Regions from separate parts of the Mus musculus genome. Here regions 1 and 2 are each linked to region 3. The links are chromatin contacts, called in public HiChIP or PLAC-seq maps. All regions are on one chromosome and are shown on one strand. The core of a region is the stretch at or near the end of the contact, and the rest is flanking DNA. Distances in the headings are between cores, read along the strand shown. Region 1 has its middle 19 kb from the start of Gm35143. Region 2 has its middle 46 kb from the start of Gm35333. Region 3 holds the start of Gas1 (growth arrest specific 1).

Region 1 (4,171 bases), core at 697-3,196, 210 kb before region 3:
AGGACTACACACTAGCCACCGCTCAGGCATACCTTGCATTCTCTACACTCATGCTGTCTCTCCTCTAGCGAGGTTCATTCTTTCTACCTAGCTTCCAGTCTTGGTCTGGTGCCAGCTCCCACCTCAAACCTCTCCTAATCCTCCTATGTGGAACTAATCTCTCCTTCCCTGGTGTGTCTTGTGCCTCTTTGTTCAGCTCTTTTGCTTTTTACCACATTCTGTCTCCTAGGGCAGCTACGTTGCTTGTCATTGACAAGAACAGTGAGTTCTTTGGACATGATGCTGGTTCATAGTTACAGCTTCTCCAGAAAGCTGCTTTGCAAGGGGGAAACTGGAAGATGCCCTGTTCTGATCTGCAGTACAGAAAGCTGGTGCACAGGGGGAATGGATGGATTCCCTGTCTGCAGTTGATGTGTCCCACTTTTGTGATGGGATGCAATGCTTTCATTTGTACCTCTACATATTTAAATAGACTCCGCTATTTGTCTTGTCAATCAAGTACACCGCTATTTCTTTTGGAGACCTGTGTTTTTCCCTTTCAGACTGTCAGGTATCAGGCACGGGTGTGGATACAGTCTCAGAGGCTGATTTTCCCATAAGGCTCATCTGGGTATGAAAAGCATATTTTATTATTTTATTTAATAGCCAAGGAGTTCAACAGCACAGATATCAGGAATTTCAACAGCTGTTTAGGAGCCAGGCCAGGTTCTGAACCTAGGACTGCATGACTCCAAATCTAACAGCACAAGAAGCTCTGCTAGTGAAAAAAGACTCACTATGTGTCCAAGGAGTGAGAAATATGTTTGTTGTTTCTAAAAGTCCTGAGATCTCCTTCCTGCTCCTTGGAAACCCTCGACTCCAGTGAGGTAGCTCCCCTTGCTCAGTTACCTGGGTGCTTCCTATAGGGACATGGATTTTCTCACTGTAACCCAGCACCGCAGGCTTTCAACCTTGCTAGATCTCTACAGTGAACCCCACTCTCCTCCAAGTACACAGAGCATCTTAGTTCTGAGTCACTCAACAACTGAATGCACAGGATGTCTGTCCACCTGGGCTTGCCAGGATATAGAGCTGAACATCTACGCCACGGACGCGCAGTAAGGAGCAGCTTGCCTGGCCGGATCTCCCCTACAGGCCCACAAGGCTGGAGCAGTTAGCAGTTCTTTCCTAGGTCCCTTTGGGGCATGACAGGGAAGTGAAGCTCTCTAGTTAGCTGTTTTCCAGGGCCTTTGGAGTTTCTTGCTTCCTTTTTCTTGATTTTGGTCTTTTTAGAGAAATCCCTCACTCTCTGCAGGAGCCAGCACCACTGAGGCACAGGCCAATAGAGGTGCTGGGCTCATTAACAAGGATTCAGTTTGGCTGAATATGCAAACGAAATTTCGGTGCTAGCAGGTTGGCTTTACCCTTCAGTTCTGCGGTTGTTTTTTTTAAGGCTCAAGTTTCTGATGCTGCCCTGTGATCCTCTGCTCCCCGAACCCACACTCCAGTTCCCCCAACCTCTCTACCCCGTTCCCCCGCCCCACCCCCACTGTGTTCCTTCCCACCCTGTGGCTCTCACCTTTGTTTTCCTTCCCCCCTCTCCCCACCTTTTCTCTCTTTAAGGGCAAAAAACAACTTCTCAGTGCGTGCCTGTCAAACTTTTTGGCCCTTAGGCTGAAAATCTTTTGGGTTCTTAAAAGTCCTGCCCTTCCCCACTGCTCACGCCCCCTCCTCCCCCTTCCAGGCTGGCTGGTTCCAGGACACTCCGTAGCCTCACCCCCACGCCAGCACGCAGTCTGATGTGGACCAGGTTGGACTGGATCTGGGGGCCTAATTACCACACGAAAATTAAAGAGGGGCAGCGACTGCTTTTAAACACTTAACAAAAGCGGTTCTCACCTGGCGAGTCCAGGAGTTTGTGCTGAGGCCCGAGCATAAGGCCCTCTGGCACTACCCTCTTTGTGTTTGATTTGCAAACCAGAAAGCACACGCCTCCATATGCATAATTGGATCCTCACGGTCTCCGCCTCAATGTGGCCGGGCAGTAGAAGTTTATTTATCCAGTGCCCATTCAAAGAAAAGCTGACGGAACACGAAAACTCCCACTTTGCCGTAGGATTAGATACTATGAAGTATTCCTCCCCCGGACTCTTTCAAAGATTTTTTTTTTTCCTAAATCTGCTTGGGAAGAAAAAGTAAATTGCCAGAAGTGAGATTAGTGGGGTATATTGTTCTTAGAGACAATGGCGTCTTTATGGCTCGGCTGGTATGAGCTCCCTGCTTCAAAAAAAATACCAGGGCTGGAGGTGTGGGGGTTCTTAATTGCCTACATCTGATCAACTGTCGGCAAAAAAAAGAGAAGAAAGAAATCTCTCTCATTCAGCTCTGCGCTAGCCTGGACCGAGTCCACTTGCTAATCAGTGTTTAATGAGGATGCTACTGGCCCTGTTGTACTTGCCTGCTGCGGCCACTAAGGTCCCTGGCCTCCTGTTTGTGCGGGGAGCCCTTGAGTCCTGCCACCCCACGAAGCAGGATGCAGGCTGCGATGGAAAAGTCCCGGCTTGGAGAAGTTAATTAAATTTAGGCCCTGGGCATTCCAAGTCACCGGAACCAAGGGTGGGAAGCCTCACCCACTGGCACACGGAGCTCTGAATGGCCGCACTCGGTGGTGGTAGCTGGGCTTCTGTGTGTCCCATTGCCAGCTCTCAACCCTGGGAATTATGTCCCCCTTCCCTCCACTGCACAGAATGAAAAGGCCAGCAGGACCTGGAACTGGGCACAGGCTCGAGAAGTGGGTGGGGGGTAAGAAGTTTCTGGAAACCGGTGATTCGACATCAATGTATCAGTCTCCCGGAGGTCCAGATGGGGTGCCACACACTGGCAGGGAATAGGGAGGTGCTGTTGAAAGACCAATTTGCTCTTTGAGTTACATTCTCATTGGTTCAAAAAAGATATAGCTTAAGCAAACAGTGGCCCGTTAGCTGAGCTAGCTACTCTTTTAGAAAAAAATTTGCCCCATAATCTCTACGGAAGGGACTGACAATGGCCGTGGTCTTGATGAAGATGCTGTGGCTTGCTGGCATGCTCTGGGGTTCAGAGAGGCCAGGAATCAGTAGAACACCCCCTCTCAGCTGTTTATGTATTCATTCATGATCAGCAAAGGTGTGAGGTAGGAAGGCCATGAAGGCCATGAAGGCCATGAAGGCCAGCAAAACATGAGGGTTAGCATGCTAGGGGTTCTCTGAAACCACGTGCCTTCTGAGGGGGAGTGCAGAGCCACAAATGACCCGTTGCTATTGGATATACATGTATGTCGTTGCTAGTTGTATTTGCTAGTTGTATATACAACCCAGGTTTTATATACATTTTTAGAACCCAGAGTCCCTTCCTCCTCTCCTCTCCCTTTCTTTCTCTGAGTGCTGCTTGCCTCTCCAGTTCTGTGATGTGTCCAACGTATTCTAGGCGCTCAACAAATGTGTATATGTAATTTAAAATAAAGTTAAAAATTTGAACTGTGCCGTGAGACGCTTAGGGATTCCCTGCAGTTGTTCGAAACACCCGTGTGCTTGGCTCTTTCTCGCAGTGATCAAGTCTTACGAAACTTTGAAACAATGTTGCACCAAGGGTCCTGACACTGATAGATAGACTCAATGCATAGAATGCGTTCATCAGAGTTCTTTGCTTTGCTCTCTTAAGAGACACACCTGGGATCCCCCTGTTCTCCTTCTCCTCAATAATTTCCTGGAGCTCACTTATCTTGAAATAATGCTAAATAAGTGGCACCCTATGGGATGTAACCTATTTGGCTTAAGGAACCATGCCTGCTTGGAATCTTTGTACTTTCTGTATGCTAACCCTCGGCCAGATTTATTGTTTTGTAAATATATCCTCCACCTGGTAGCTTGTCTTTTCATGATGATATCAGGTTTTTCACACAACGAAAGTTTTACATTTTTCAATAAAGTTCAGTTACTAATTTTTCCTTTCATGCATCATTAGACTTCTGGTATTTGAGATTTCCCCCCAACCCTTTTAATGCTACAGTTTTATATTTGATTCCATTACAGACTTTGAAGCGAGCTTTATATTAGATCAGCACTTACACGGAGGTGAATTTTGTTGCTTCTGTGTACAGCAGGTTACACCAGCACTGTGAGTTAGTAAGACCCTCCTTCAGTCGAGTAGTTTTTGC
Region 2 (3,838 bases), core at 321-2,820, 210 kb after region 3:
CCAAAGGCCCCATAGTCTATAGCAGTATCAACAATGTAAAAGTTCAAAGTTCAAGGTGTCTTCTGAGACTCGCCCAATCACTTAATTGTAATCCCCAAAGCAAGACAGGAAACCAGCTGGGCACCAAACTCTGCCATCCCCAAATCTGATGTCAAAGTGGTCTTCAGATTTCCAACTCCTTTTTAATCTTTTTTGACTGCAACAAACTTCTTTCTCCTGGGCTGGTTCCACTCCCCATTGGCCTCATTCCTCAGGAGATAGCCTATGGCTCTGGCATCTCTAAAATCTTGGGATCTCCAAGGAAACTTCAATGTTACAGCTTCTTGTTTCAATGTCTGGGATCCACACGTGATCTTCTGGGCTCCTCCAAAGGGCTGGCATCACTTCTCCAGTTCTGCCCTCTGCTGTACTCTAAGCTCAGGTTGATTCACTTCATTGCTGCTGATGTTCTTGATGATCATCCCATGGCACTGGCATCTGCAATTCACTGGGGTTTTCTGCTGCAACAAGGCTTTGCCAATGGCCTCTCATAGGCTCTCTTTATAGTGTCAAGCCTTAAATCCTTTGTATGAACCCTTCCGTCCTGGGCTGTCAACTACAACTGAGGCTGCACCTTCGTCAATGGCCTTCCATAGCCTGTCACAGTGCCAAGACTCAGCTGCTCTTTATGACCCCTGCATGCCTTCAAAAGCAGTACCACATGAATTATTCTTACACATTACCAAGTACAGCTGCAGCATGAAGTACAACCTTGGCAACCTCTTGAACACAGCTTCTTTGTGCTCTCAGAAAACACTTCCCAGAAGATTTCACCTCAGTGATACTGGTTTCTTCTTAATCACTGCTAATTTCTTAGCTCCATCTAGCCAACATCAATTGTCCCCATAGTCCTGTATATTCTTGACTCTAAAGCCAGAACCACATGGTCAAAGCTGCCAAGCTCTGATGCTGCCTAGAGATGGAACATAGCCCCCTTGTTTTATTGCATCACCAGCTTTCTGTTTTCTAACTCCCTCACTGCCTAAGCTTGGCTGTTCTGGAACTTGCTCTGTAGACTGACCTTGAACTCATAAATGTGGATGGCTCTATTTCCTGGGATTATAGATGTGTACCACCATGCCTAGACTTGAATTTTTTTTCATCTAGAACTTGCTTTGTCCTAGGATGGCCTTGAACTCAAGAGATCTGCTTGGCTTTGTCTCCTGAGATGAAAGGTGTGTAACACCATGCTTGGACCTAAATTTAGCTGGGTGAATTCTTGCCCCAAAGTCCCACTCCCTTAATCTGTTAACACCTAAAATAATAGAATTCGGCTCCATTCCACTTTCTGTTGTACCTTTAATTCTTGAACCATATATTTTGTATTTTTTTCTCAGCTTGCTCCTTTTCTTTAAAATATTCTTTATAAGAGTTAACTTTAGTAACCACACAACAGAATTTATAACAGGCTGTTTTGAGACTTCTTTTTCAAAGCAATTAATCTAAATCTCTTCACCTTAGCCTCAGGCACACTCTTTGAACAAGGGCAAAAAGCAGCCACATTCTTCATCAAAATACCACAAAAACAGTCTCTAGGCCACATACTGAAATTCTTCTCCATGGAACCCACTTGGGCCAGGTCAGCACAGTTCAAATCAATCTCAGCAACAAAGTCTTTCATATTCTTCTTGGATAGCCCATTAAGCCCAATTTAATGCATTCCATTGCTTTCCAAATTCAAAGTCCCCAAATCCACATTCTTCCAGACAAAAGCATGGCCAGGTCTATCACAGCAATACCCCAGTCCCTGGTACCAACTTCTGTCTTTGTTAGGGTTTTACTGATGTGAACAGAAACCATGATCAAGGAAACTCTTGTAAGGATAATGTTTAATTGGGTCTGGCTTACAGATTCAGAGGTCCAATCATTCTCATCAAGGTGGGAACATGGTAGCATCCAAGCATGGTGCAGACAGAGCTGAGAGTTCTACATCTTCACTTGAAGGCTGCTAGTGTAAGACTGATTTCCAGGCAGCTAGGACTAGAGTATTAAACTCACATCCACAGTAACACACCTACTCCAACAGAGTCACACTCTAATAGTGCCACTTCCTGGGCAAAGCATATGTTGGGCAAACCATCACACTGTCAAAGTTGTTTTATTGTTCAGGATTGCTTTGGCTTTCCCAGGTCCTTTGTTTTTCCATATGAAGTTGAGAATTGTTCTTTTAAGGTCTATAAAAATTTGTGTTGGAATGGGGATTGGATAGAATCTGTAGATTGGGACTCCGCGGAACTTAGGAAATTAGTCTGAGCAGGTGAGAGGGTGCGCCAGAGAACCGGACAGCTTCTGGGACAGGCGGAAGCACAGAGCCACTGAGGCAGCACCCTTGGTGGGCTGCAGACAGCCGGCCACCGTCCGGACCAGAGGACTGGTGTCTGCCTGGCTTGGGAGGCGGCCTCAGCCTCAGCAGCAGCGGTTGCCATCTTGGTTCCGGGACTCAGCAGAACTTAGGAAATTAGTCTGAACAGGTGAGAGGGTGCGCCAGAGAACCGGACAGCTTCTGGGACAGGCAGAAGCACAGAGCCGCTGAGGCAGCACCCTTGGTGGGCCGCAGACAGCCGGCCACCGTCCGGACCAGAGGACAGGTGTCCGCCTGGCTTGGGAGGCGGCCTCAGCCTCAGGAGCAGCGGTTGCCATCTTGGTTCCGGGACTCCCTGGAACTTAGGAATTTAGTCTGCACAGGTGAGAGTCTGTACCACAGAAGCTGACAGCTTCTGAGAACTGCCAAAGCAACACAGCTTCTAAGAAAGGCCCTGTTTTGGGCCTTCTTCTTCGGCCAGGAGGAGGTCCAAAAAAAAGATATCTGCGCACCTTCCCTGTAAGAGAGCTTGCCAGCAGAGAGTGCTCTGAGCACTGAAACTCAGAGGAGAGAATCTGTCTCCCAGGTCTGCTGATAGACAGTAACAGAATCACCAGAAGAACAATCTCTAAACAGAGTCAACTATAACTACTAACTCCAGAGATTACCAGATGGCGAAAGGTAAACGTAGGAATCTTACTAACAGGAACCAAGACCACTCACCATCATCAGAACCCAGCACTCCCACTTCGCCCAGGCAGGGCACCCTAACACACCCAAAAACCTAGACCTAGATTTAAAAGCATATCTCATGATGATGGTAGAGGACATCAAGAAGGACTTTAATAAATCACTTAAAGAAATACAGGAGAACACTGCTAAAGAGTTACAAGTCCTTAAAGAAAAACAGGAAAACACAATCAAACAGGTAGAAGTCCTTACAGAAAAAGAGGAAAAAACATACAAACAGGTGATGGAAATGAACAAAACCATACTAGACCTAAAAAGGGAAGTAGACACAATAAAAAAAACTCAAAGTGAGGCAACACTGGAGATAGAAACCCTACGAAAGAAATCTGGAACCATAGATTTGAGCATCAGCAACAGAATACAAGAGATGGAAGAGAGAATCTCAGGTGCAGAGGATTCCATAGAGAACATCGGCACAACAATCAAAGAAAATGGAAAATGCAAAAAGATCCTAACTCAAAATATCCAGGAAATCCAGGACACAATGAGAAGACCAAACCTACACATAATAGGAGTGGATGAGAATGAAGATTTTCAACTCAAAGGACCAGAAAACATCTTCAACAAAATTATTGAAGAAAACTTCCCAAATCTAAAGAAAGAGATGCCTATGAACATACAAGAAGCCTACAGAACTCCAAATAGACTGGACCAGAAAAGAAACTCCTCCCGACACATAATAATCAGAACAACAAATGCACTAAATAAAGATAAAATACTAAAAGCAGTAAGGGAAAAAGGTCAAGT
Region 3 (3,789 bases), core at 59-2,558:
CGTCTGTGCAGCGCAGCCCGTTGAAAAGCTTGCCGCAGTAGGCCAGGTAGCGGCTGAGCGCCAGGTTGCAGCGGCTGTCCCGGTCGCAGCGCCGCCGGGCCTCAGTGCAGCCCATGACCGAGCCCGCTCCCGCGCCCGGGCCCACGCTGCTGGTGCGCGGCAGACAGGGCTCGATGGCGCGCTTGGTGGACCTGCAGTGTTCGTCCTGCGCGCAGTCGCAGTCCTCCAGCGCGGGCCCGCGGCGCGTGTGGTTGAGCTGGATAAGCGCCGAGATGCAGTGGCTCGGGCAGCGCCAGCGCGGCGAGGACGCGGCCGAGGCGGGGAAGGCGCCGGCGGGCCCCGGAGCATCAGCCCCGCCGCGCTGCGCTAGCACCGGCGCACAAGCCTCGGCGTACTGGCTGTAGGCGTAGCTGCAGTCGGGCTCGCCCTGACACTGCAGCAGCGCCTGCCAGCAGATGAGGCGGCGGCCGTGCGCTAGCCCCGAGCCCCGCGGTGCCGAGCACAGCAGCTGCAGCAGCGCCATCAGGCACAGCAAGGCGCCCGGCAAGGTCCCCGTGCGGGCCCCGGCGCCGCCCAGCAGCGCGGCTAGCATCGCGGGCAGCAGCGGCCGCCGGACGCGGTGCGGAGCGGAGACGAGGCTCGGGTGGCGGCCGCGGGGCCGCTGGAAAAGTTTGTCCGAGTTCCGCGCACTTCTGGCATGGGCGTCCTCATCCATCCATGCCGGCGGCCCCGCGGCTGGTAAAGGCGGGTGTTCGCTCCGGCACCGCGGCCGGGGCTCCCTGAGAAGCGCGGCGACGCAGGTCCGGGTCCGGTAGACGGTTGGAGGCGCTCAGTGCCGTTCCGGGGGGACGCGGCGAAGCTGCAGGAGCGCGCGGCGCCGGGGGTGCATGGTGCTAGGCGCCTGCAGACAGTCGTGCGGCCGGCGGCTCCTCGGTTCCCGGCTCAGCGGCGCGTAGCACTTCGCAGCTCTGGCATCCCGCCTTCCCGCGGCCAGGACGCTTGGTCCCCTCCCCCTCTACCCCGGTCTGGGCCGCGCTCCGGGAAGTTCTGGGCGCCAGGCGCAGGGAGGACCCCGAAACTCGGAGCGTTTCTCTGCTCCGAGACCCGGAGCTTGGGGAGCGGATCCGCGGAGCCCGGCTGCGGACTAGCTCGCCGCGAGGCTTTAAATACAAAAGTGGGCCGGGAGCCCCCGTGTGGTGCCGCGGCGCCCCCTCATTATGCATGCATAGAAAAGCAAACAAACAAAAACATTAGCAACGCTCCTCCGGCTCGCCGAGCCCTGGCCCCGCGCGCTCCAGGCTTGCCCGCTTTCTCCTTTCTCCACTCTCCGGCGCCCTTTGCTCGGCCCCCTTCCCCGGCTTTGCGAGCTGCTATTGGTCCAGCCTGTTGTTGTTGAAACTTTTTTTTTTTTTTCCGAGCCGCTGGAGTGGGGCTGCAGAGTGGGGGAGGGCGGTGGGCAGCTCACATTCAGGCATTCAGGGCTTGAAAGGAACGGCTTAGGGAGCCTGACACAGGCCCAGCTCCTCCCACTCTTCAGGAGGCTGGGATACCGAACCCCAGCTCGCGCACAGAGCCAGCGGGCAGGGCTTAGGGCCAGCTGCCTGCATCCGGCTCAGCCACCGGCCTTTTTGTTCCCTTCCTCCGCCCCCTTTTTGTTTGGGTGGGGGGACACTTTTATTAATTCTTACTGATCCCCCATCTTTGCATCCGAGAAAGTTCGAAAGTCACTTTAATTTTCAGGCTCCTCATCTCTGAGTTCTGATCACCTCGGGGGGTATAGCGAAGGCAGGGAGTTTTGAGAATTCATTGTAAGACTTTAAAAACTTAGACACAGATTGCGCGCGCGGGCACACACGGGTTCTCTCTCTCTCTCTCTGTCTCTGTCTCTGTCTGTCTCTCTCTGTCTCTCTCTCTGTCTGTCTCTCTCTCTGTCTCTCTCTGTCTGTCTCTCTCTCTGTCTCTCTCTCTCTCTCTCTCTCTCTCTCTCTCTCTCTCTCTCTCTCTCTCTCTCTCTCACACACACACACACACACCGAGCCACCATCACAACCACGACCTCTACCACCACCACAAGAAGGACACTTTCCACCAGCTTTCAGTCCCCCTTTCCGGCAGGTAAGGCCCTCGCACTGGACATCGTTTTCAAACTAAGAAATCCAAAGAACTGAAACTATTTCTTTACTCACGATTTTTTTTTTTAAATACGAACGGCAATGACAAATCTTAGCATTAAAAACCCTGGGAATGCTGAGCGCTACCACCTGGCTGCAGTTACAGCACAGAGGACGAGGGTAAATTGACCCGCTACGTGCTTTAAACTGCACGTTTCAGTTCCTCGCTGTGTTTAAAGCAAAAGCCACCAGCAGAGCGGGCTTTGCAGTCAGAGCAGGACTCTCTCAAGCGACCTTAACTGTGGCGCAATGCAGCTTTTGGCCACTAGAGGCACCGCGAGTCTGTGGCCTGTCAAAAACTGGCTCCTTCCTCTCCCCTTTCCATGGTGAGACTATCAACTCAGTCTGTCACAAAATTTAAGGCTAAATCGCTGCTGAAGCAAAGGAAGCCCCAGCTGCAGTGCGTTCAGAAAGTGGACTGTCCACCTCTCCAAAGAGTTAAAGAGTTTGAAAGGGCGAGAGTGAGGGCCTGACGGATTAACCTGGCTTTTGGGAAAAGCTGGCTGCCTAGGCTGAGGAAGCTGTCTCTGAAACCTCACAGGATGAGAGAGGCAGACTGAGCTGTGTGAAGCCACCGTGCTCCTACCCTAACCCTAATTCATGGTTAGGACCATGAATTTAGTAATAGAAAACAAACGCAAATCTATCCTTAAAAACTAGCCAGATGTGGTACAGCAAGCCTGTTTATCCCAGGCAGAAGCGGGAGGATCGCTGCAAGTTTAAGGACAGCTAGTTAGATCCTGAGAGCTCCAGGCCACTTGCTTTGAGGTCAGATTGCTCACTTGCTAAGGTCCTTTTTTATCCTTAACAATCTGTGATCCTGAGCTCCTAAGAAGAAAGCCAGCCCTGGGATGCATCTTCTGGCTTCTTTAGAGAGCTCTCAAGACACCCTGCAGGAGAATCATCTGGAGACCTTGTGTTCATATCTGGATTCCTAACTCTTTGAATCTCTGACAGCTAAAACCCTGGAGGGCCTGAAAGTCTGCATTTCCAACAAGATTTAAGGCGGTGTGTGTGTGTGTGTGTGTGTGTGTGTGTGTGCGTGCGTGTGTGTGCGTGTGTGTGTGTGCGCGCGCGCGCGTGTGTGTGTGTGCGTGTGCGTGTGTGTGCATGTGCGTGCGTGCGCGTGTGCGTGTGCGCGCGTGCGTGTGTGCGTGCGTGCGTGTGTGTGTGTGTGTGTGTGTGTGTGTGTGTGTGTGTGTGTGTGTATGCGCGCGTGCGTGCAGTGTTACTGATGCTTCAGAGCTGCTTACTGGGGGAATGTTCTGACTGTGTTTGTTCTAAAGGTTACAAATAGTTCACCTTTGCTGGTCACATGAATCCATCTTAGCCTTGATTCAGGTCTCAGTGGGAGCTAAGGGAGGTCACGAGTGCTCATCCTGAAGACATCTTTACAGACTCATGGCCTTGACGTGGAAGGCCAGAGGAACAGGCAGCCACAGCAGGCTGTGTGCATTCCCCTCTTTCAAATATAGGCTTTCCTGGGTCCTGGGCTTTCACTCTTTAAGGACACCATGTCTATGGATTCTCCGTTCCCTCCTTCCTTCCCTGTCCCTTCTCTCCCTCCTCCCCTCTCCCGTTTCTCCCTCCCTCCTTCCCTTCCTCCTTCTTCCCCCTC

What was found. HiChIP or PLAC-seq counts read pairs in DNA pulled down with a chosen protein or histone mark.
Region 1: an H3K4me3 HiChIP or PLAC-seq map of embryonic limb bud shows a contact between it and region 3, with 4 times the contacts expected there. The contact joins the enhancer-like site here to the promoter of Gas1 in region 3. A contact is called at or near these places in 7 of 39 promoter capture datasets (3T3-L1-derived adipocytes, cranial neural crest, embryonic stem cells and 4 more), 1 of 15 datasets of contacts at CTCF or cohesin (the NIH/3T3 cell line), 9 of 484 Hi-C or Micro-C datasets (epidermal suprabasal cells, forebrain, liver and 4 more), 17 of 115 datasets of contacts at active chromatin or transcription factors (VIP interneurons, astrocytes, craniofacial prominence and 13 more) and 1 of 9 other capture datasets (adipose tissue).
Region 2: an H3K27ac HiChIP or PLAC-seq map of stem cell-derived neural progenitor cells shows a contact between it and region 3, with 2.4 times the contacts expected there. The contact joins the enhancer-like site here to the promoter of Gas1 in region 3. A contact is called at or near these places in 7 of 39 promoter capture datasets (cranial neural crest, embryonic stem cells, frontonasal cranial neural crest and 4 more), 3 of 115 datasets of contacts at active chromatin or transcription factors (embryonic limb bud, forebrain and stem cell-derived neural progenitor cells) and 1 of 9 other capture datasets (adipose tissue).

What each region holds. Positions count from the first base shown.
Region 1 is chr13:59,969,570-59,973,740 of GRCm38.p6, forward strand. No RefSeq gene overlaps it. Among named protein-coding and RNA genes, the nearest start is that of Gm35143, 19 kb to the right of the region's middle. Within about 2 kb of position 1,947, at least 67 of the 459 cell types and tissues checked have an H3K27ac peak or open chromatin away from gene starts, as enhancers often do. A contact at or near this core is called in craniofacial prominence, embryonic brain, embryonic limb bud and 3 more, where this site is marked.
Region 2 is chr13:60,387,216-60,391,053 of GRCm38.p6, forward strand. No RefSeq gene overlaps it. Among named protein-coding and RNA genes, the nearest start is that of Gm35333, 46 kb to the right of the region's middle. Within about 2 kb of position 1,571, at least 2 of the 459 cell types and tissues checked have an H3K27ac peak or open chromatin away from gene starts, as enhancers often do. A contact at or near this core is called in stem cell-derived neural progenitor cells, where this site is marked.
Region 3 is chr13:60,176,227-60,180,015 of GRCm38.p6, forward strand. It overlaps Gas1 (growth arrest specific 1), which reads right to left and starts at 1,309. Exons shown (of 1, transcript NM_008086.2): 1 at 1-1,309. The coding sequence starts at 715.